Regions from separate parts of the Mus musculus genome. Here all the other regions are linked to region 1. Evidence: chromatin contacts called from public ChIA-PET and HiChIP or PLAC-seq data. All regions are on one chromosome and are shown on one strand. The core of a region is the stretch at or near the end of the contact, and the rest is flanking DNA. Distances in the headings are between cores, read along the strand shown. Region 1 holds the start of Mafk (v-maf musculoaponeurotic fibrosarcoma oncogene family, protein K (avian)). Region 2 holds the start of Chst12 (carbohydrate sulfotransferase 12). Region 3 holds the start of Amz1 (archaelysin family metallopeptidase 1). Region 4 holds the start of Ttyh3 (tweety family member 3). Region 5 overlaps Eif3b (eukaryotic translation initiation factor 3, subunit B). Region 6 has its middle 12 kb from the start of Gm30603. Region 7 overlaps Gm42808 (a long non-coding RNA gene).

Region 1 (2,700 bases), core at 127-2,626:
GCTTTCTTGACTCCATCCACATGCTTAAATTCACACCTACTGTTTCAGTTTGGTTTTGTGTGACAGTGTCTCGCTATGTAACTAAGGCTGGTCTTGAACTAGCTAAGCAATCCAGGCTAACCTTAAACTCAAGATCTTCCTGCCTCAGACTCCCATGTGCTAGGAGTACAAGCATGTGCCACCATAACATAATGGCTTTAGACCAACACCTTTGAAAGAAGTTACCTGGCCCTAAAACACCAGCTCAAAGCATCAAAGTACCCACGTGCACTCCACCAGATACCTTCTGAAATGTTGCTGCCACAGTATGACCTCAGCAGTGCCAACCTCTGGGGTCCCAGGGCTAATTTTAGTGACTCCACAGGAGTGGAAGGGGTGAACTACCTACCAGCTGAGACACAAGCTAGCTTTTGAGGACTGAGTGTACTGAGTGCCTGTCCATCAATTGGAAGGCGAACTGTTAAAGTGCATCTGTGTTAGCAATGAGAGCTGTGTGAAAAGCGAGGCTCAGACTAACTTCCCTAGAGAAACAAGAGCACCAAGCAGCCTCACCTCCCAAATACCGACTGCGTTCTTACGGGGCAAGTTCTAGGAGGCTGGAGTGGCTGTTATCTCAAGGATACCAGAAGAGGAGTCTATCTCCCCCAAAGAGATCTAATCTAGGCACCTAGGACCCACGAGGCTTTCTTCACCTGTAATTTGCTAGAGTTTTTGCTTCTGATTTCTCGCCGCACGCTCGTAAACATGCACACTCTTAACACGCCTATCCGCTCACCCTACTAGGGAACCTCGCACTTCAGAGTTGGATGGGACCTTGGCCCCAGACCACACCTGAAGAAAGTGACGGAAGCGATAGGCTGGCCAAGACGGTCACCTGCCTCGCTCCCCACCCACAGCTTCCACATCCGGCACCGCTGGCCGGTCAGCTGATTAGAAAGTGACACCAGTTACTCAGGCCCTTTCGGGGTCCCGGCCGGGGGCGAGGTGGGGGCGAATTCTACGCCGACGGAAATGGCCAGGTGCGCACGGCTCCCGGGTGCCACTCTCCCGCACGTGGTGGGTCCCGTGTGGGCCTTGAGCTAGGTCCCGCGTGGCACGTGCTCGAGGCCCAGGCTGGGTCCCGCGGCCTTCGGGGTGCTCCTCCCGCAGGTGCACGAACTCTGGGTTCCCCTACCCAGTTCCCGAAGCCCCTCACTCACCCGGGTCGCGCGCGGGGCCGGGCGCGGCGGCTCCTTGCGGACACGCACTCTTCACAAGCGCTTCTGCTCTCGCGCTCCCCTTAGTCGCCGTCTCCGCCTGCGCGCTTCGGACTTCTCGTTCCGACTCGGCGAAGAACAACAAGTCCCTGCCACCCGCCGCCCGCCGCCGGCTCCCCAGTACTGACACCGCTTCCGGGATCGCGCGTCGAAGCGCGTCACCGCCCCGCCCCCGCGATGGCCACGCCCCTAGTGATCACGCCCCTGTTGCTCACGCTTCTTCGCTCACCAAAACCACGCCCTCTCTGGCCGCGCGTCGGCACCACGCCCCTGATGGCCACGCCCCTCGCTGCCCCAGTCCCTGGGTCCTCCTACATGCTTCCACGTGCAGTTGTCTCATTGCTGAGCTCCTGGCCCTGTCCATCCCCAACACACCCGGGGCGGGGTCTGTGCTCCTTTCCCAAGGTAGGGGGTGTCAGGCGAGCGTGACGCACACTGGGTATGGACCCCACGTTTCCTTGAACTTTCAGCCTGGGCATTATGTCTCTATGTCACCCACTGTCGTCTATGCTACTCACTGTGATCCTGAGGCTGCTGGAGCCTCCCCGGGTCTTGGCAGAGAGAATAGAGGCCAACTGGCTAGTGACCATGTTCTGGACCTAACACCAAGCCCACGTCAAGGTGGCGAAGTGGCTCAGTTACACCACATAATCAGCAAGGCAGATGCACCCTACAAAGGAGAAAGAGATATGTATGTAGCATCCTCTTCTGACCCATACCATGACCTTTTGATTTATATCTGAGACAGAGGTAAGGTCTCACTGTGCAGCTCAGAGTGGCCTGGAACACTTATAAAACTTTATTTTTTTTTTTTACTTATTTATATGTGTGTTCATATGTATGTGGATTGGTGTGCACACACTACCACGAATGTGTGGAAGTCAGAGGGCAACTTTAGGGAATCTGTTTTTTCTTTCCACTTTTGGGTTCCGAAAATTGAACTCAGACTTGGTACCTTTACCCACTGAGCCACCTCACTGGCACTGTCTTGAAGCTCTTAATCCTTCTGCCTTCACCCTAAGTGCCTTCACCTAAGCCTGCCCCTCCCCCTCCCCCTCCCCCTCCCCCCTTCTCCCTCTCCTCCCTCCCTCTCCTCCCTCCCTCTCCCTCTCCCCCTCCCCCTCCCCTCCCCCTCCCCCCTCTCCCTCTCCCTGTAAGCAATGGATAGTGTCTTAGTTAGGTTTTTACTGCTGTGAATAGTCACCACGACCAAGGTAACTCTTATAAGGACAACATTTAGTTAGGGCTGCCTTATAGGTTCAGAGGTTTAGTCCATTATCATCAAGGATCATGGTAGCATCCAGGCAGTCATGGTGCAGGCAGAGCTGAGAGTTCTACATCTTCATCTGAAGGCTGCTAGGAAGACTGACTTCCAAGCAGTAAGGATGAGGGTCTTAAAGCCCACACCCACAGTGAGACACCTATTCCAACAAGGCCATACCTC
Region 2 (2,700 bases), core at 32-2,531, 710 kb before region 1:
TTGCCCTTACAGCAGGAAACTGAAGATGCAGACCCACGAAAGCGACATGACAATACGGGTACAAGCAAGCTCAGCCCCAGATCCTAGCAAGGAAATTAAACATGAAGGTACAGGCAGGCCCTTTTGTAATTTTTGTGTTGTTTTGTTTTAAGTCTGAGTCTTACCCTGTAGCCCAGGCTGGCCTGAACCTCACTATGCGGCCCAGGCTGCCCTCAAACTCACAGCAATCTTCTTGCCTAAGCTCACAAGAACTGGCACCACGCTCCACCTTAGGCAACTCGCTCCACCTTAGGCAACTCGCGAAGTTGCAGTATCATACCCAGCACATAGCAGTTTCCCAACAATCTTTTTTCTCTCCTTCACACCCGGAAACAGGGCCCTAACTCATGTTACCTAGGCTGGAGCCACACGGTGCTGTCCCAGCAATGGAAGGCTCACAGCCCCGTTCTCCCCCGAGGGTGACATTCCCACTCAATTCCGGGGCTCCCAGCGCAGCGTGGGATTATAAAATAAATAATTTAAGAAGGGTGCAAACATTACAGCTCTCTGTGCGACAGCTAGGCGGATGTGCGGAAGGAACCCAAGGTCTGCCAGCGATGTCTTCGTGGCCAGAAGCCCAAAGAGAAGATAGGTCCTACTGTTAGCCACTAATGCGCGGCTTCCTGTGGCCCACCAGGCATGAGGCTGCTGCTGGGGGCACCCGCAGCAATGCACAGGGCAGGAGGATGCTCAGTAGACTGGGGTGAGATGTGGGGCCAGTGCTTGCTCGGTACAAAACCTGGCTTCGGAGACAGCCTCCTGCAAGGTCTGGCCGGGACACTGCAGCACAACAGTCTCTGAACAATTGCTTTCTCGCCTGGACACCCAAACAGCCAGAGGCAAAACTGGGAAGGTGTTTTCCCAACCTCCGAGCCAGCCGCTACTACTGCAAAGGAGGTCGGCCAAGTGGCCACACCTTCCTCCACGCATTCTGCAGGGCTGCACAAGAAGATGGCTCAGAGAAGGTGCACGCTTGGCTAAGGTTACACAGCCAGCTGGACAGAACTGGGATTCGAACCCGGGACCACGTGGGAGCTGCCTAAGCCAGGCAGAAGGAGGTACCAATCTGCATCGCCAAACCATGGACCATCGCCCCACCCTAGGACTCGGGACTCCTACGCACCCCTCGCTCTGCTCGAGCCTGCGCTCCTCACCTAGCGCCCGCCACAGTCACCGCCGCTGCTGCTGTTGCTGGTGATGCTGATTCTGCAGCCGAAATCGCCTCCTCCCGCTAGCAGCCCCGCCCGAGGCGCGGCTCCGCCCCCAGGCAGACCTCCCTCCATCCTCTCGCGAGAGCTAACGAGCGGGACTACGCCCGTTCTGGATGCGCTTGCGCACTTCTCCCCGTTCCTGCCCTCGCCAGCCAGTGCCATGTGGCACCTTATTTACGGCCAGAGATTGGTCCCACCCACCATCCCTGAGCGTCCCGCCCCTTTTGCAGCAACCAATCCGGAGTGGGGGCGTGGCTGATCTCAAGGGGCGTTGCCTGTCTCGCAGTTTGAACTTGCAACGTGGGCTGTGCAAGCTGACAATCCTGTCAGAGTTTATGGGGCTTAAGAGAGACCATGCAGGTAAAGCTCTTAGTGAGAGCCAGGCATGGTGCAAGCTGTCACCGCAGCTACTTGGCAGGGGGGAGGGAGGAACGGGAGGGGCTGAGGCAGTAGGATAGGAAGTTCCAGGTTAGCCGTACTTAATGAGAGCCTGTCTCAAAAACAAACAAACAAACAAACAAACAAGGTATGGGGAGAGGATTCAGTGGGTAAATGAGGTGCTCGCCTCACAAAGGTGAGAAACTGTGGTCAGATCCACAGAACCTGTGAACAGCCCATGCTCGTGAGCCAGGCTCCGTGGTGCTTGCCTGTATGGCAAGACCGGGAGGCAGAGAGAGAGTCTGGAGCTTGCTGGCTCCCTAGCCCTCTCTATATGGTGAAGTTTCAGACAAAAGAGAAGCTCTGTCTCAAACAGAAGTTGGAAGGTGCCTGAGGTTGTCCTCTGAGTCCCACATATCACACATGAGGTGCACACATGCACCTGCAAAAGAAAGCTAGCGTGGTGACGCACACTTAACATCCCAGCACTGAGCTGCCTTCCCAAAGCAGGGGACTGGTTCCGAGCCAACGGGCTCTCCCAGTGCCTAGGGTTAGAAGCCTCTTTCTGTAGCAGTATGACACAGAATGGCAGAGGACAGAACCTAGGAAGATTTATTATATTCTGGTGGCAGATGATCCCATCTTACTAACTAGGATTCAAAACCTACAGCTGAGTCCCCTGGGTTGCCATGTGTGCGTGTGACCTGCTCAGGCTGCTCTAACTGTAACACAGACCCAGCCTCAACTATGGACAGCTCTTTTCCTAGGGTTCTGCAGGCCAGATGCCAGGAGTTGAGGTAGCAAGCAGGCTGGTTCTTGCAGAGAGCCCTGCAGGAGCATCTTCCAGCCCTTCTCTTTACCTCCCTTTTGCGTACTTCAGCCCAGATTTCCATTTTCATAAGGGCACAGCCAGACAAGATCAGGACTATCCCATGACCTCATTTCATTACCATTCTCCTGGCTCAGTCTCCAAATAAGGTCATCTCTAAGGCACTAGGAGCTAGAGCACCAACATCTCTTTCCTTTTGGGGCTGGAAGATAGAACACAATTCAATCTATAACTGTAAGTTCG
Region 3 (2,700 bases), core at 124-2,623, 930 kb before region 1:
GCGGGAGAAGGAACCCCCAGAAGACAGGGTTGTCCTGGACAGGCTTGTAAGGAACCAAGGCGCAGCCTGGCAGCAACAGACCCCTGCAGTGGCATCCAGGTAGCCCCCAGTGTGGGAAGACACCTGAGAGGGGGATCTGAGCAAGACCCCCAAATGGAGGTTTGTTCCTCGTGTCCACCACATGCCCAGTGACATCTGTCTCTGTCACCTTGGCAGTCCATGCACCCTAAGGGGGGGGGCAGGATGAGGCACAGGCATTCCCTTCAGGAGAGCATGGGCCTGGGAGCCAGGGAACAGCCCACCCTGGGGCTTCTGGTGGCTCTAGGCACCTGGAGGGTGGGGTCACCAAAGTATCTTCATCCCCCACATAGATAAAAGAGCTGGGGTGGGGGGCTACAAGGATAGAGAACAAGTAGCACATGGAGAGCATGGTACTGTCCTCAGATCCTGGGGACAAGACCCTGGGGACCCAAACTTCTCTTTATATGCTCTCACACTGCAGAAGTTGCATGCCTCCCAGACACTCCTCTACCCTACCCACAGGCTTGCACTCACTTTGAAACATCTGGTCAACCTCCATATATATATATATTTTTTTCTCCCGACTGCCCAGCACAGCTGGCTCCACCTGACCTCTCTCCGTTCAAGCCCAGTCCTCCTGCACAGCAAGATCCTCAGGTGTCCCTTAGTCTCACGAGAAAGCCCCATCTTGTCCCTGGAGCATCAAAGCTTCCTAGCCACCTGGCTCTGTCTGTCCCAGCCGTTTGTCCTCTCACCCCATGTGCCACCTCTGTGGGTGCCTTTTCTGGCACCCCCATTCTAGGAAGATGGCCTTTTAAAATTTGAGTGCAAGCCAACCTTATTCATCCCTACTGGCTGTCTCTCCTCTTTTCCAGTCTTTCTTCATCACTCCCAGACTCCAGGCTGTACCTAGATAACTGCTCTTCTCCCCTTCACCTGCCTGACTCCCAGTAGCTGCCGCCTCCCAGAAGCCCTCCAGTCATGCACTCCTTCTGACGGATAATTACCTGAGCCGTGGCTGTCTTTGGCTAGGAGGTCCACTTCGAGGGTGGGGACAGCAACTGCAGGGCACCTTGGTCTGGTCCTTCACCTAGTGACACCCAGCCTGTAGTGCACACATCCCCATCAGTCCTCTATTTCCCATCACTGTGCGCACCCAGCAGCCATCACACCCAGAGCGCATGCATACGGCCACAGTTCACCCTGTTGACACACATGCACATGTATGCACACACAAGAGCACACACTCCCAGACCACCTCTGACACACATCACACAAACACTTATGTGCCTACCCAAGCCCTCACTTACCGCACACATGCCACACACCGCCAGGCACGCTCGTGTCACTTCAACGGGTGCCGCCAGGAGCTGGGTAGTGTGAGCGGCTGCTGGCCGCCTCTGCCTGCCAGCCTTTGCCAAGCAGTTTCCATGGCGACACATCTTGGCTCTGACAGGAACTGATGTGTGTGGGGAAGAGGGTCCCACAGAGGGGGCGAGATGGGAGGTCTCTGTGTCCTCCGCCTCTGGCACAAACAGGGGAGTGTCCCACGAGTGGCCTAGGCTTACACCTCATGAAGGGGGTTCTAGGCTGCCTGGCACAGGAGCAGACTTAGGTCATTCAGTCATTCAACAAACCTCCTGGCATAATCACTCCGTGCTGATGATGGCTGGGGCTACAGTGTTGTCTATAATGTAGGTTTACGGAGGATGAGGTCTGGGGCTGACTCAGTTTCCCCAAATCCCCTCAGAAGGCCCTGTCCTAGGGAGGTCAGCTAACAGTCTTCTGAGAATCAAGGCCCTCCATCCATCTTCTTTGAGACTTGAGACCAGGAGGGGATGCTGGGTACCCCTTAGACGACCACTCGCTCAGCACCCTGCTCATCTCCTCTCCCTGACTCCACGCATCCTGCACTGTTCCTTGCCTGGCTCCTATCAGAAGTCTTTTCTCACCCTTCTGCCCAGGCCTCTCTCCTGGCTCATTTTGGACAATAAAAGATGACAGATCTATGGTTCTGTCTGTAAAGTGATTTCCACATAGGCATGAGGACTCAAATCCAGACCTCGTAGCACCTACATAAAAGGCAGATGCAGGAGTACGCCCTTATAATTCCAGAGCCGGGGAAGCAGGGGCGGAGAAATCCCTGGGGCTTACAAGCCAGCCAACCTAGCCTGGGAGCTCCAGGTTCAGTTGAGAGCCTGTCTCAAAAGATAGTGTGGAGAAACAGGAGAGAGGCTGAGGGTCCACTGCTCCTCCAGAAGATCTAAATACACGTGGTGCACGCACACACATGGACACTGATTTATAAACTAAAGAGACGAACGGTTACACAGGGAGGAATATTTGCAGAATGAGGTTGGTCAGTGGGAAGCCCGGGGCAAGGTGGGAGGCAAAGTCACTGAACGTCACTGACTCTGGGGACTCTAGGCTGATGATGCTACATTGTAATGTGGATTGAATGGAGTCTAGCTTGTCCCCCTCCACCCCCCAAAGGCTAGGGTGCTGTAAGCTTGGTCCCCATGTGATCCCAGTACAGAGTCCAACAGAGCTCACTGATGGTCAGTCTAACCAACCCGGTGAAAACAGAGTTGAATGAGAAAGACCTTGTCTCAAAAGCCAAGGTGGGGAAGCTCGATCGGTGGTTAAGGGGACCGGCTGCTCTTCCCAACAACGTATCAG
Region 4 (2,700 bases), core at 184-2,683, 860 kb before region 1:
GGGGGCAGAGCTACTCTCGGCTCTACAGGAAATCTAGCCAGGTGCGGGCATCTCACCTGCTGCACTGACTCTGTCTGGCAAGTGCTCATTTGACACTAGGAGGAAAGCTCGGCCTGGGGGTGGGGCGAGGGGGAACAGCCATTGCTGTGTGGCCCTGGAGTAAGAAGCCTAAGAACTTCTTACCTATCGCTGCAGGCTGATTCCCAGCTAGGTAGCTTCCTCCAGCCATCCAGAACATTGAAACCCACAGCTCTGTAAAGGGCCCCTGCCCTCGGGCCAGAGTGCAAGGAAGGAGATGCCTCAGGCAGTTGCATGAACTGAAAGACAGGTCTGTCAGGAAGCCACTGTCCAGCTGAGGAGTGAGGCTACCTAGCCGATGGAGAAGCTGCATGTGTCTAGTTTCTAAGAACATAAGGCCCCAGGGTTGTGAGTGCACAGAGCCAAGTGGATATGTTCGCTCCACCCGGGGAGAAGCAAGAACTGCCCCCCTGCCCCCATGACCTTTCTATAGGCTGTGTCCTGACCAGTAGCCTAGTTTCCAAGATGGGATACAGGGAACTTTCTTTACATCTTCCTTTTGCATCTTTAGAATGATGCAAGCAAGTGAGGTGCGGCGGTTCAGGCCTGTTATCCCAGTACCTGGGAGGCTGAAGCAAGAGGACTGCCAAGTTTGAGGCTAGGCTGAGCAATTTACAGAGATCCCGCGACAGAAAAAGTAAAACAGGGGATTGGGGATTTAGGTCGGTGGTAGAGTGCCTGGCTTGCATGCGTAAGGCCCTGGTTCCATAACTGAAATTAAAGCAGGTGGGTATTCAATCTATCTGCCCATTATCGCCTTACACGCGGCTTTATGGCTTATGCGCCAGGCTTTGTTCTGAGCACTTCACACTCGGTTTATCTCCGCAACGCCTTTTCTCAGACTACAACACTGATACCGAGAGGCTAAGTCATTCGCCCAAGAGCACACAGCTGCAGCTCCCGAATGCAGATCATGTCCATCCTAGAGACAGGTCACTGGTTCCCTGGCAGGTCCTTATGAGGGCTGCGTGGAAACCGGATCAAACCAGAGAGCAAAGGCATGGGTCGGAGAGGATGCTACACGTGAGCTTTGGATTCCAGCCTTCGTGGTCTACAGGGAAGAAATGGCTGAAGAGGTTGAGGGTCCTGCCTAAACCGAGAGGTGTAGGCAAAAAGACCAATGGTAACGCAGGGGGCAGGGCCTATGGGAGAAATGCCAATGGCAGTCCGGAGGCAGAGACTGCCCTGGTATGGGCGGGGTCTGCGTGGTGCCGACCAATAGCATTGTGTGGGGCGGGGCCGAATGTCCGGGAGGGCGGTTGGGGTGGGGCCTGAGGGCGGTGGGCCTATGGCGGTGTGGGGGTGGAGCCTGAAGGCGAGCGGGCGGGTGCGCGGAGGGGGCGGCGGCAGCGGCGGTGAACAAAGAGGCGGCGGGCGCGGGCGGCCGAGCGGAGCCGAGCGCAGCCGAGCCGGGCCGAGCCGGGCCGAGCCGGGCCGGGCCAGGGCCCCTGGAAGCGGGCACGATGAGGGCAGCTGAGCAGGGGTCGGCGGGTCCCTGAGCCCCGTGCATCCGGCAGCGAGGGAAGCCCGGCGCAGCGCCCGTGGCCGCCCGCCCGCCATGGCCGGGGTCAGCTACGCGGCGCCCTGGTGGGTGAGCCTCCTGCACCGGCTGCCGCACTTCGACCTGCGGTGGGAGGCCACCAGCAGCCAATTCCGGCCCGAGGACGCCGACTACCAGCAGGTGACGCGCGCCCCCGGGTGCGGGGTCAGGGGCCCCGGGTCATGGCCCCTCCCAAGGAGCTGGAGCTTCCCCATCCCCTTTCATTCTAGGAGTCGCCTCCCGTTCACTGATAACCTTTCCAGGGATTAATGTCGAACACCCCCTGGAAGGTGTTCAGCCCCTCTGTGTCACCAGGGCCTCCGATCCGGATTGACGGAGCTGCCTCCCTCCCCTGATAGACCCTCTTCTGATCCTATGGGTTCCTGGTAGGCCCGTCTTCATCCTTTGGGCAGTCAGCTTCTCCCCAGCAGAGCCCCCGCTAGCCAAGGCTGGATCCCTGGGTTCAGGCAGGAGGGTATTCCTCGTTCTCTTTCCCCAGCTAGGGAATCCCTTTGCCAGACTGTTGGTGGGTGAGGAGCCTGGGCCATCGCCAGCCTTCTGTGGCTGCTAATGACCCCTTGCTTCACGGTCAGGCTGTGGGATGTACACAGGGTGTCGTGTGGTTGTGGGAAACCAGGGTGCCAGCAGTCTCTCTACCCAGGGTGGAAAATGAGGCCTGGCTGAAGTGGGGTGAGTGGGCCTCCGTCTGGGCTGGGGGCCATGGGGCACTTGGCAGCCCTCTCCCTGCGAAGCCCTAAGTCTGGCGTCCTGCCAAGTCCCAGCACCACCCCCACTACTGAACCACTGTCATTTGAGTGCAGAGCAGGGGGACTAGGGCTGTGGGCTTTTCCTTCCTGCTCCAGATTCCAGAAAAAAAAGAATGATCAGCCCACTTGGTCACTAAGCACCTCACAGTTTCTCTCCGGCGGCTCCTGGGACAGACAGTAGCCTGGGAATCAAGTACTCCTGGGGCTGTGCCAAATATCTCTGCCGCCATCCTCATCTTACTGAAGTTGAGGGTGAGAGAACACAGGACTGTCCCTGCTCCCACTCTCTGCCTACCTGACCCCAGCTCCAGTAGC
Region 5 (2,717 bases), core at 47-2,546, 650 kb before region 1:
GCAACAGATGAACCACCATTTAGTCAGACACAAAGCAAGGGAGCACAGCCGGACTCTTCACTGAGCAGGCTCCATGCCATGAGAGGCTTAGCGCTCACGCTCGCCCTCTCCCCCCCCACCCTCTCTCTCATGGTTCCTGAAGGAGCCCAGTACCAAGCAATACCACATGCAGGCAGGCAGGCAGGCAGGCAGGCAGGCAGGCAGGCAGGCAGGCAGGTAGGCACTCCGTCCTGCACCAACAATATCAACATGGTGACAGTGCTGTCCCTGACCTCTGGAGATGGCCATGCCCGCCTCTGCTTCTCCCCAAGCTCCCTAGCACCCACTAGCAGCAGCACTGCCACCCTCCTGGGATGTCCTCTATGTGGTGGTCTAACAAGCAGCCAGGGCTCGTCAGCAGACCCTCATTCCTAGTTTCTTGTTCACAGATCTTACCACAGTGCTGAGATCACTCCTGACTTCCCAGAGGAATGACTTCCTCGGTGACAAAAAACTCAATGGTCTCTTCCTCCCAGTCATCCACGTTGCTGTCCAGCTCGTCAGTGTCCACCCCTGAGAGAACAGACAATAGACTGACCCCTGGGACACGGCCTCTCGGGGAACCACTGCACTTGCAGACAAGCCCAGAAGCTTGGTTACCTCCTCGTAGCTCTAGACGCTCGTTCTTCTGCTTCATGTAGAGTTCCTGGGCCATTTTCCGGTATTGCCGGAAGTCCTCCATCATGGTCCGCCTTCTTTCCACCAGTTCCTGTCAGGTAGGGAAGGTTGTAGGACATTCTTGCTCAATGACAATGACCCCACCATATCTAGCAACCACTGGTGAAGAAGTCTGGAAGATGTCAGTGCTTGTGCACTGGGCAAGCCTTCCACAGAACCTCCCTTAAGCGGGGCCCTCGTTCCTCTTCCTAATCATACTCCCCCCTGCTTCTTGCAAGAAAAAGCTAGCCTTCACTCAGTGTTGTGGGTGCTGGCCTTCTGCTCCCCATTGCTAGTTCGTTCACCTTCACATCCGGAGAACAAGCCAGATCAGGCTCCTGTGAGCATCCCTCAGGCTCACCTTTGAAGCTTTGGACTGGCTCAAGCGATCCTTCTGCTCAAAGATCTTGGAGTACTTCTTCAGATCCTTTTTAATTTGCTGAAACCAAGACAAGTCTCTCAGGATTGAGCCTTCAAAGCAAGATTCCCAACTGCTGCCTTTAAAGATGCCAGTGTGCAGTGACAGCCTCCAGGACTAAGAGGATTCAGCCCCAGGGCACCAGCATGGCCAGCTGGCGAGTCTCACCTCATGGAGATGATTCCTAAGGTGAGTCACTCCCAGCTCTGACCTAATACCACAAACCTATCCCATTACATAACCCCTTCTTAGCTCTTCCAATCCCACTGGAACTTGCTTATAGCCTGTCTGGCTTAAACAGACTATCATGGGTATTCTGAAGTCGGGGGTGGGGGGGTGGGGGGGTGGGGGGGAAGAAGGTGCAAGGGGAGGGGAGCAGAGGACACAGGCAGGATCATCCTATTGCTATATGTCAGAGTCTGGAAAGAACTCACCATCCTCCTGCCTCAGCCTACTGGGATTATAAGCACTGCCTAACCTAACATGGCTTTGGGTCAGGTCTCATTGGCCCTGCATCTCTTCAGAGCCCTCTCCACGTCCTACCTCCACTCTCCATTGACTGCCCCTGTCCAGTCACAGGACAAATGCTTGGTTTCCTTCAGTGCCACAACAGTTCCCTTACCCCAACCAGGCAGGGACCACAGACCTTTATCTGATCCTGGCTGAGGAGTGTTGGGGGCCTTGGTCTCCAGAGCAGCTGGCAGAAGCGGTCCTTGTTGTTCTTCTGCAGAAGGCGACCTTGGAAGGTCCACAGCCAGTAAGCATTGTCCACCTAGAGGGCAGTGGGAACCATCATGCAAAATGTGCAAGGCTGCCCTGGACCGTTACTCTTAGCAGCCACAGCACCAACCTGAGCTCTGGACAAAAACACCTGCACCTGGCTGTGTTCCCCCTCCAGCAGAAAAGATGGCTAGCAAACAATGCTGCAAGGATCCTGGGCCTGCTCGTCACCCACTGGTCTATGACAAGAAACTCTCACAGCAGTGCCAATGAGAACAGCAGCAACTTCAGCTTAGCTTTCTCCGCAAGATTCTAGAGACAGATTCTCTCTGTGTAGCCCTGGCTGTCCTGGAACCCTCTCTGTAGACCAGGCTGGCCTCGAACTCAGAAATCCGCCTGCCTCTGCCTCCCAGGAGCTCCGCCTCAACTCAAATGCTGGGCTCCTTGCTGCCAACCATCTCTTCAGGGGCTTTGTGAACTGAATGGAACAGCCCCACATAGGCTTTAAAGACTCTCACTTCCTTCCCCTCGGCCCTTTTGGGGGTGGGAGATGCTGGGATGGAACCCAGGCAGGTGCTATGCTATGCACTGACATTGCCAGTCCTACAATGTGCTACATAAGTGTTGGGATGGGTCCTAGACAGCACATCCTGTCCTGAGTATAGAGTGCTATTCCAGACACTACCCAAGGACTCTGGGAAGCAAGGGGTCACATCTCATCAGCTGGAGCCCTCTGAGCTCACAGGTTTTGTTTTCATGGACTGGTTCAACTGTCTACTTAACAGTAAACACAGGCACAGTGCTCCAGCAGGCCCAGCCAAGCAGACATGCCCAATGCTCTGGTAGCTGACCCCTCAGCTGCGCGAGGTTTGTGAATAATGCC
Region 6 (2,700 bases), core at 121-2,620, 790 kb before region 1:
TTTCTTCAGCTGCTCTCCTTATTCTTTTGTTTGTTTCTTGTTATGCAGCCTTGGCTGGCACAGAGATCCTCCTGACTCTGTCTACCGAGTGCAGTGGTCAAAGGTGTGTGCTGCCACCGACTGGCTTCCATCTTGATTTTTTTTGAGAGGAGCTCTCCGGTTGAACTTGGGGCTCATTGATTTGCCAGGACGACTGACCAATAAGCTTCAGGAGTCCCCCTGTCACTCGTGTACACCCTAAACACCAAGGCTGGGGTTATAAGCACACTCCACCATGGCTGCTTTTCAAATGGGTTCAGGGGATCTGAACTCATGTCCTCGTGCTTGTACGGCCAACATTTTACTGAGTCATCTCTTCCTCCCTTGTTCCTTAATAAACTGCAGGGTCCTGTGTATACCAAAGAATTGTTTTAAAGTAAATGTCTTTCTGATTTATGGTGAGCGTTTGGTTTGTGGACTTGTTTTTAATGTATGTAGCTATCTGAGATCATGTAAAGATGTCTCAAGCTTTGTAATTTGAGAAAGGAGTCAGTGTGGAAACCATTTGAGAAGCTGCGTTTCAGTGATGTACTGGTCTGGAATCCTAGATCCTGGGCCTCCATCTTCTGGGGGTGGAAGAGGAGGAGAGAGGGCAGATGTCTTTCATGCTCAGACTCATGGTTCTGAGGGAGATAGGGAGATAGAAAGTTGAGTTTCCCTGGAGAGGTCAAGCCAGTCTAGAGAGAGAGCTCGGCCTCCCCTTGGTGCCTCTGTCCATGGATCCCATCCTACAACACAGGGACCACACCCTCTAAGGACCTATTGCACCCTTGGTCTTGGACCTTCTGGCCCAGTGGAGTTGGTATTCTAGAGGGACTGTTGGCAAGTGACTCTGGAGGTCTCTAAAAGGTGGTGCTGACCTGCAAGCCCAGCAGGGACATCGTAGATCTAAGAATAGCCTGAGTTACATAATGACACCCTGTCACAAAAAAACAAGCAAACAAACAAACAACAAAAACTTAGAAAGGGGGCTGGCTGGGAGTTTAGCTCAGTGGGTGTAGTACTTGTCTGGCATACCCGAAGAGCAGAGGGCAGGCCAGAGAGATCAGGACTGAGGACTCTTCTCCACAATAGGAAAAACTGACCACCTGGCTGAGTCCAATTCCCGCCAAGCCACTGTAGTTCCCAGAGAACTGGAGGGCTAGGGACACAGGGACAATGCCAGGGACAAAGAGCTGGGGCCAGGGGCCCTGGGGGTTAGACTTATGGCCTCTCCTGACCTCAGCAGAGAAACTAGCCTTGTTGGGCACAGCCAAGTCACAGAGACCAGCCTGGGGGGGTGGGACCAGGGCAGTGAAAGGCCCAGAGAAAGGATTAGTCCAAGCCCAGAGGCCTGGCAGGTGCCATGGCAACCTGGAGCCCGAGCTGGGACAATAGGCCTGTGTTAACACCCTCTGTCTGCCTCTGTGGGGCTGGGGGCTTGTTAACCAGCTTAGCAGGCTGAGGGCGGCCATTCACATGGAAATATGGGCTTTGGAGCTGAGGGTGTGGGAGGTGACCGGGCAGGTGCAGGGACAGAGGGAAGAGTGAGTCTTACCTTCTTGCCTGGCCCACATTCCCACACTGCCCAGGGCTCAGCCATGTGTCCTGGGGGGTGGGAGTGGGTTGTTACTCTGTACGTGGACAGCGTGGGCAGCCCAGGCTTTATGGGACCCACAAAACATGGGATTGGTGAGGGTCCTGGGGAGGGCAGTGGGTGGGCTCTGGAGGTGAGAGACCTGTAAATGGAGATACTATAATGAGATGGACAATCTGTACTGCTACCCCAAAGCCAACCTTACCCTAAGGACTTTGAGGGTGTCCCTTCCTTCTCAGTTCTGTCGCCAGCCCCAGGCCCCGCTGTGCCTCTGGCTCCAGCCTCTGTCGACACAGGAGGCTGGCCTTGTAGCTTAGTTGCTCTCCTCTTCCACCCAGATGGCTCCCCTCCCCTCTGCCTCCTCACACCTGTTCCTTCTGCCCAGCCCCCATCTGGAACCCTCCCCCAGCCCAGCCCAGCCCAGCCCTGGTCCACCCTGCCTCACAGAAACCTTTCCCAAGCCCCCCCTACCCTCTAATGTAGTTCAGGCATTTGGTAGCATTTCTGATTTCTTTCAGATTTCCTATTCTACTCAGGCAGGTCTCTCCAAACTGCCATGTCAGGCCCTAGGCGTGTCTAGGGAGAACACTCACACAGGACTTACAAGAGGGACCAGTCCCTGACCATGTTGGGGGATGGCAACAGGTCAGGCCTCGAAGCCTCATTCTGAGGTTGCATGATGCTCACACCATCAGGGGAGGGACAGAGCCCCGAGGCTCCACTATGGCGCTGGGGAAAGCCCCTTGCAAACTGAGATGCCCTGGAATGCTTGGGCAGGCCAGAGTGACAGGGAAGGAGCCAAGCAGGTGTCTAAGCCTCTGTTGATGCAGGATTACAGCCATCTGGCTGCATCTCCGGGCAGTGTCCCTCCCTCCTGGCTCTGGGAAGCCACCAGGCAAGGCAGGGAGAGCTGCAGCAGTGGCAGGGTCAGTCTCAGTCTCTGCATGGAGAGAGCCGAGCATCTGAGGTGTGGAGAACCAGGGTGGCTCTGTAGTAGCCTCTGGGTTGGGACCTCTAGGTGGATGCTTCCCTTCGTGAGTTGGGGGAGGGGAGAGGCTCCCACGGGAGAAAAAGAAGCCCTGACA
Region 7 (2,700 bases), core at 162-2,661, 750 kb before region 1:
GGTGGACGGACATGGTGGAGAGGGGCAAGTGGAAGAGAGGGGGAGGAAGAGAAAGAGTAGTAGTAGGGGCCAGCGAGATGGCTCAGTAGGAAAAGGAGCTTGCCACCAGTCCTGAATATCTGAGTTCAATCCCTGGGACCCATGTAGTGGAAGGACTCCCTGGCTCCTAAAAGATATCATTTTCAATTCAACCCATAACAAGCTCCATGCATGTGTGGACCTCCTCAGATAGGAAGGCTCGCACTGCAGCCCTGGCAGGGTCTGTTTTGTCAGAATCACGGCAGCCTGTTTCCTGTACGTTCTCAGATATTTCAGTGACGATTTCAGTGACTTTAATTGGAAAAATACATACTTTAGAGAAAGAGTTTTTTTTTATTTGTGTGTGTGTATGTGTGTGTGTGTGTGTGAGAGAGAGAGAGAGAGAGAGAGAGAGAGAGAGAGAGAGAGAGAGAGAGAGAGAGCAATTTTGTGTATGAGCACGGGGGCATAAATATCCTGGCCCATGTGACGGTCAGAGGGCAGCCTCGGGTATCTGAACTTGCCCTTCACCTTGCTTGTGACAGGGTCTCAGATTTTCTGCTGCACACACAGCAGAATAGGTGGCTTGTAAACTTCTAAGGATTCGCCTGTCTCTGTCTCTCTTGTCCCTTCACCCCCCTCCACCGGGTGTGCTGGATTATGCATGGAATCACAGCCAGTTTTCTGTGGGTGGCTGCTGGGGATTTGAACTCAGTTCCTCAAGTTTGTGCAGCCAGCAGTTTCTCACTGAGCCATCTCCTTGGCCCACTTTTCTTTCATTTCAGAGACAGGACCTTTGCTGACATCAGCAGCCTTTGCTGACATCAACAGTCATAGGTAGCATGGAATGGCCTTGTATTTCTAAACTTTCTGTCTCTGCCACCGCTCCTGGTTTATGTGGTCCTCTACCAACTGAGTCCCATCCTAAGCCCCTAATTAAAAAAGATTTATTCATTGTTATTTTATGTGTATGAGCGCTTTGTTTACACCTAAGTCTGTGCATTCCTTGTGTGCCTAGTGCCCAAAGAGACCAGAGACCAGTGTCAGATCCCCTGAAACTGGAGTTAGAAATGGCTGTGAGCCACCAGGTGGATTCTGGGAGCTAAACCTCAGTCTCTGCAACAGCAGCCAGTTTTCTTAACTACTGAGCCCCTCTACAGCTTCCTCTTAACCTGTCCTCTTATAAATGAGTTATGAAGAGGTTTTGCAAATATTTTGGGGAGGACACTGAGACCCTCCACTGGGGATGGGTTGCCACTCTGTGCTCTAGCTGAGTTCCTGCCAGTCTTGGGGAGAGGTAGGGAGTGGGAAGTGGGCACAGCCAGTGGCCGGATGGAGCAGAATCCAGACCTTGACAGTTCAGGGGAGGCCAGAGGGACCCATTGTGCTCTGGCCAACTGCCTAGAACATCCCGGAACTTGGAAATGGGGGCCACGTCCTCCTGAGAGCACACTAGGCTTCGTCTTTACAGAGGGGCAGAATCAGGGGTGGGGGTGGGGAATCGGCAGGCAGAACCATGATGTGTCAGGAGGTGGAGGGTACACTGACAGTCAGTGACCCAGGCTGGATGCCCCTGTCTGTGTTTGTGCCTTGAAGACCCCGCAAAGCTGTTCAATTCTTCTCCCTCCGGCCAGCATCTCTGCAGCCAAGAGCCCCTTCCTTCTCTGTGAACTCTGCCATGCTGACAGCCAGCCATTCAGAGCCTGTCATGGGCTCAGGTCCAGCTTAGGAGACAAAGCTGTCCCCAGGGCCACAGCCTGGCTGACCCTGGATGGGTAGTTGGCACTGCTGCTTGGGCAGCCCCTCACCATGGATACTACCACCCACATTCAGCTCAGAGGTGGCCATTGTCTCCCTGCCAGTGTGTGGCAAGCACCCAAGAGCCCAGGCTGGCATTGCCACAGTGGTGTCTCAGGCCACGGGATGGAAGGGAGTATTTTCCCACGCACTAGGATCCAGTGGTCCTGGAACAGTGACCTGGTAGATGGATGTCTTATTTAGGGTCTGTATCCCTGCACAAAACATCATGACCAAGATGCAAGTTGGGGAGGAAAGGGTTTATTTGGCTTACACTTCCACACTGCTGTTCATCACCAAAGGAAGTCAGGACTGGAACTCAGGTAGGTCAGGAAGCAGGAGCTGATGCAGAGGCCATGGAGGGATGTTTCTTACTGGCTTGCTTCCCCTGGCTTGCTCAGCTTGCTCTCTTATAGAACCCAAGACCACCAGTCCAGGGATGGCCCCACCCATAATGGGCCTTTCCTCCTTGATCACTAATTGAGAAAATGCCTTACAGCTGGATCTCATGGAGGCATTTCCTCAAGGGAGGCTCCTTTCTCTGTGATAACTCCAGCTTGTGTCAAGGTGACACACAAACCAGCCAGTACAATGAGGAAACTGAGGCCTGGGGAAGAAAGGTGTTCGCCCTCAGTGCCAGCAGGAACTGGACAGAGGCTGCCCTACGTGAAAGCCCACCTGTGGCTTCTGCTTGTCCTCGTTACTTGATTGACACTCTTCCCAGTCCCTCCCCATCCATCCAGACAGGCCACTGATCCTCTTGCTCTTGTCTTCCTCCTAACCCACCCAGGTTTCTCTTGGGAGGCCTCCATGGGCCATGTGGTCTTATGCATAGAACGCTATGGGGTCTGGCCCTGTGTGGCTCAGACTGAATGGTCCCTGAGG

The links. ChIA-PET counts read pairs in DNA pulled down with a chosen protein or histone mark. HiChIP or PLAC-seq counts read pairs in DNA pulled down with a chosen protein or histone mark.
Region 2: a contact with region 1 is called in an RNA polymerase II ChIA-PET map of memory CD8 T cells, with 35 read pairs. The contact joins the promoter of Chst12 here to the promoter of Mafk in region 1. A contact is called at or near these places in 2 of 39 promoter capture datasets (liver and pre-B cells), 5 of 484 Hi-C or Micro-C datasets (B cells, CD4 T cells, CD8 T cells and 2 more), 9 of 115 datasets of contacts at active chromatin or transcription factors (cardiomyocytes, double positive thymocytes, effector CD8 T cells and 6 more) and 3 of 9 other capture datasets (adipose tissue, liver and macrophages).
Region 3: a contact with region 1 is called in an H3K4me3 HiChIP or PLAC-seq map of embryonic forebrain, with 4 times the contacts expected there. The contact joins the promoter of Amz1 here to the promoter of Mafk in region 1. A contact is called at or near these places in 3 of 115 datasets of contacts at active chromatin or transcription factors (embryonic forebrain, epiblast stem cells and memory CD8 T cells).
Region 4: an H3K27ac HiChIP or PLAC-seq map of double positive thymocytes shows a contact between it and region 1, with 7 times the contacts expected there. The contact joins the promoter of Ttyh3 here to the promoter of Mafk in region 1. A contact is called at or near these places in 3 of 39 promoter capture datasets (cranial neural crest, embryonic stem cells and maxillary cranial neural crest) and 11 of 115 datasets of contacts at active chromatin or transcription factors (the NIH/3T3 cell line, astrocytes, double positive thymocytes and 8 more).
Region 5: a contact with region 1 is called in an H3K27ac HiChIP or PLAC-seq map of trophoblast stem cells, with 9 read pairs. The contact joins the enhancer-like site here to the promoter of Mafk in region 1. A contact is called at or near these places in 1 of 39 promoter capture datasets (stem cell-derived epiblast-like cells), 1 of 484 Hi-C or Micro-C datasets (bone marrow-derived macrophages), 4 of 115 datasets of contacts at active chromatin or transcription factors (embryonic hindbrain, embryonic stem cells, epiblast stem cells and 1 more) and 1 of 9 other capture datasets (embryonic stem cells).
Region 6: an H3K4me3 HiChIP or PLAC-seq map of embryonic forebrain shows a contact between it and region 1, with 4 times the contacts expected there. The contact joins the enhancer-like site here to the promoter of Mafk in region 1. A contact is called at or near these places in 4 of 115 datasets of contacts at active chromatin or transcription factors (astrocytes, bone marrow-derived macrophages, double positive thymocytes and 1 more) and 1 of 9 other capture datasets (embryonic stem cells).
Region 7: a contact with region 1 is called in an H3K4me3 HiChIP or PLAC-seq map of forebrain, with 5 times the contacts expected there. The contact joins the enhancer-like site here to the promoter of Mafk in region 1. A contact is called at or near these places in 5 of 115 datasets of contacts at active chromatin or transcription factors (astrocytes, embryonic forebrain, embryonic hindbrain and 2 more) and 1 of 9 other capture datasets (adipose tissue).

The regions. Positions count from the first base shown.
Region 1 is chr5:139,790,212-139,792,911 of GRCm38.p6, reverse strand. Mafk (v-maf musculoaponeurotic fibrosarcoma oncogene family, protein K (avian)) reads right to left here and starts at 1,376. Exons shown (of 3, transcript NM_010757.2): 1 at 1,200-1,376.
Region 2 is chr5:140,504,190-140,506,889 of GRCm38.p6, reverse strand. Chst12 (carbohydrate sulfotransferase 12) reads right to left here and starts at 1,281. Exons shown (of 2, transcript NM_021528.3): 1 at 1,194-1,281. The region is part of intron 4 of Gm38728 (a long non-coding RNA gene); the gene reads left to right.
Region 3 is chr5:140,722,800-140,725,499 of GRCm38.p6, reverse strand. It overlaps Amz1 (archaelysin family metallopeptidase 1), which reads right to left and starts at 1,373. Exons shown (of 8, transcript NM_173405.2): 1 at 1,332-1,373; 2 at 1,029-1,126.
Region 4 is chr5:140,647,764-140,650,463 of GRCm38.p6, reverse strand. Ttyh3 (tweety family member 3) reads left to right here and starts at 1,433. Exons shown (of 14, transcript NM_175274.5): 1 at 1,433-1,759. The coding sequence starts at 1,637.
Region 5 is chr5:140,440,155-140,442,871 of GRCm38.p6, reverse strand. It overlaps Eif3b (eukaryotic translation initiation factor 3, subunit B), which reads right to left. Exons shown (of 19, transcript NM_133916.2): 15 at 1,761-1,886; 16 at 1,058-1,135; 17 at 640-748; 18 at 436-552. The coding sequence ends at 449. Among named protein-coding and RNA genes, the nearest start is that of Gm4869, 3.9 kb to the left of the region's middle. Within about 2 kb of position 1,296, at least 14 of the 459 cell types and tissues checked have an H3K27ac peak or open chromatin away from gene starts, as enhancers often do. A contact at or near this core is called in trophoblast stem cells, where this site is marked.
Region 6 is chr5:140,582,896-140,585,595 of GRCm38.p6, reverse strand. No RefSeq gene overlaps it. Among named protein-coding and RNA genes, the nearest start is that of Gm30603, 12 kb to the left of the region's middle. Within about 2 kb of position 1,370, at least 79 of the 459 cell types and tissues checked have an H3K27ac peak or open chromatin away from gene starts, as enhancers often do. A contact at or near this core is called in astrocytes, embryonic forebrain and embryonic stem cells, where this site is marked.
Region 7 is chr5:140,542,127-140,544,826 of GRCm38.p6, reverse strand. The region is part of intron 2 of Gm42808 (a long non-coding RNA gene); the gene reads left to right. Among named protein-coding and RNA genes, the nearest start is that of Gm42808, 6.2 kb to the left of the region's middle. Within about 2 kb of position 1,411, at least 36 of the 459 cell types and tissues checked have an H3K27ac peak or open chromatin away from gene starts, as enhancers often do. A contact at or near this core is called in astrocytes and forebrain, where this site is marked.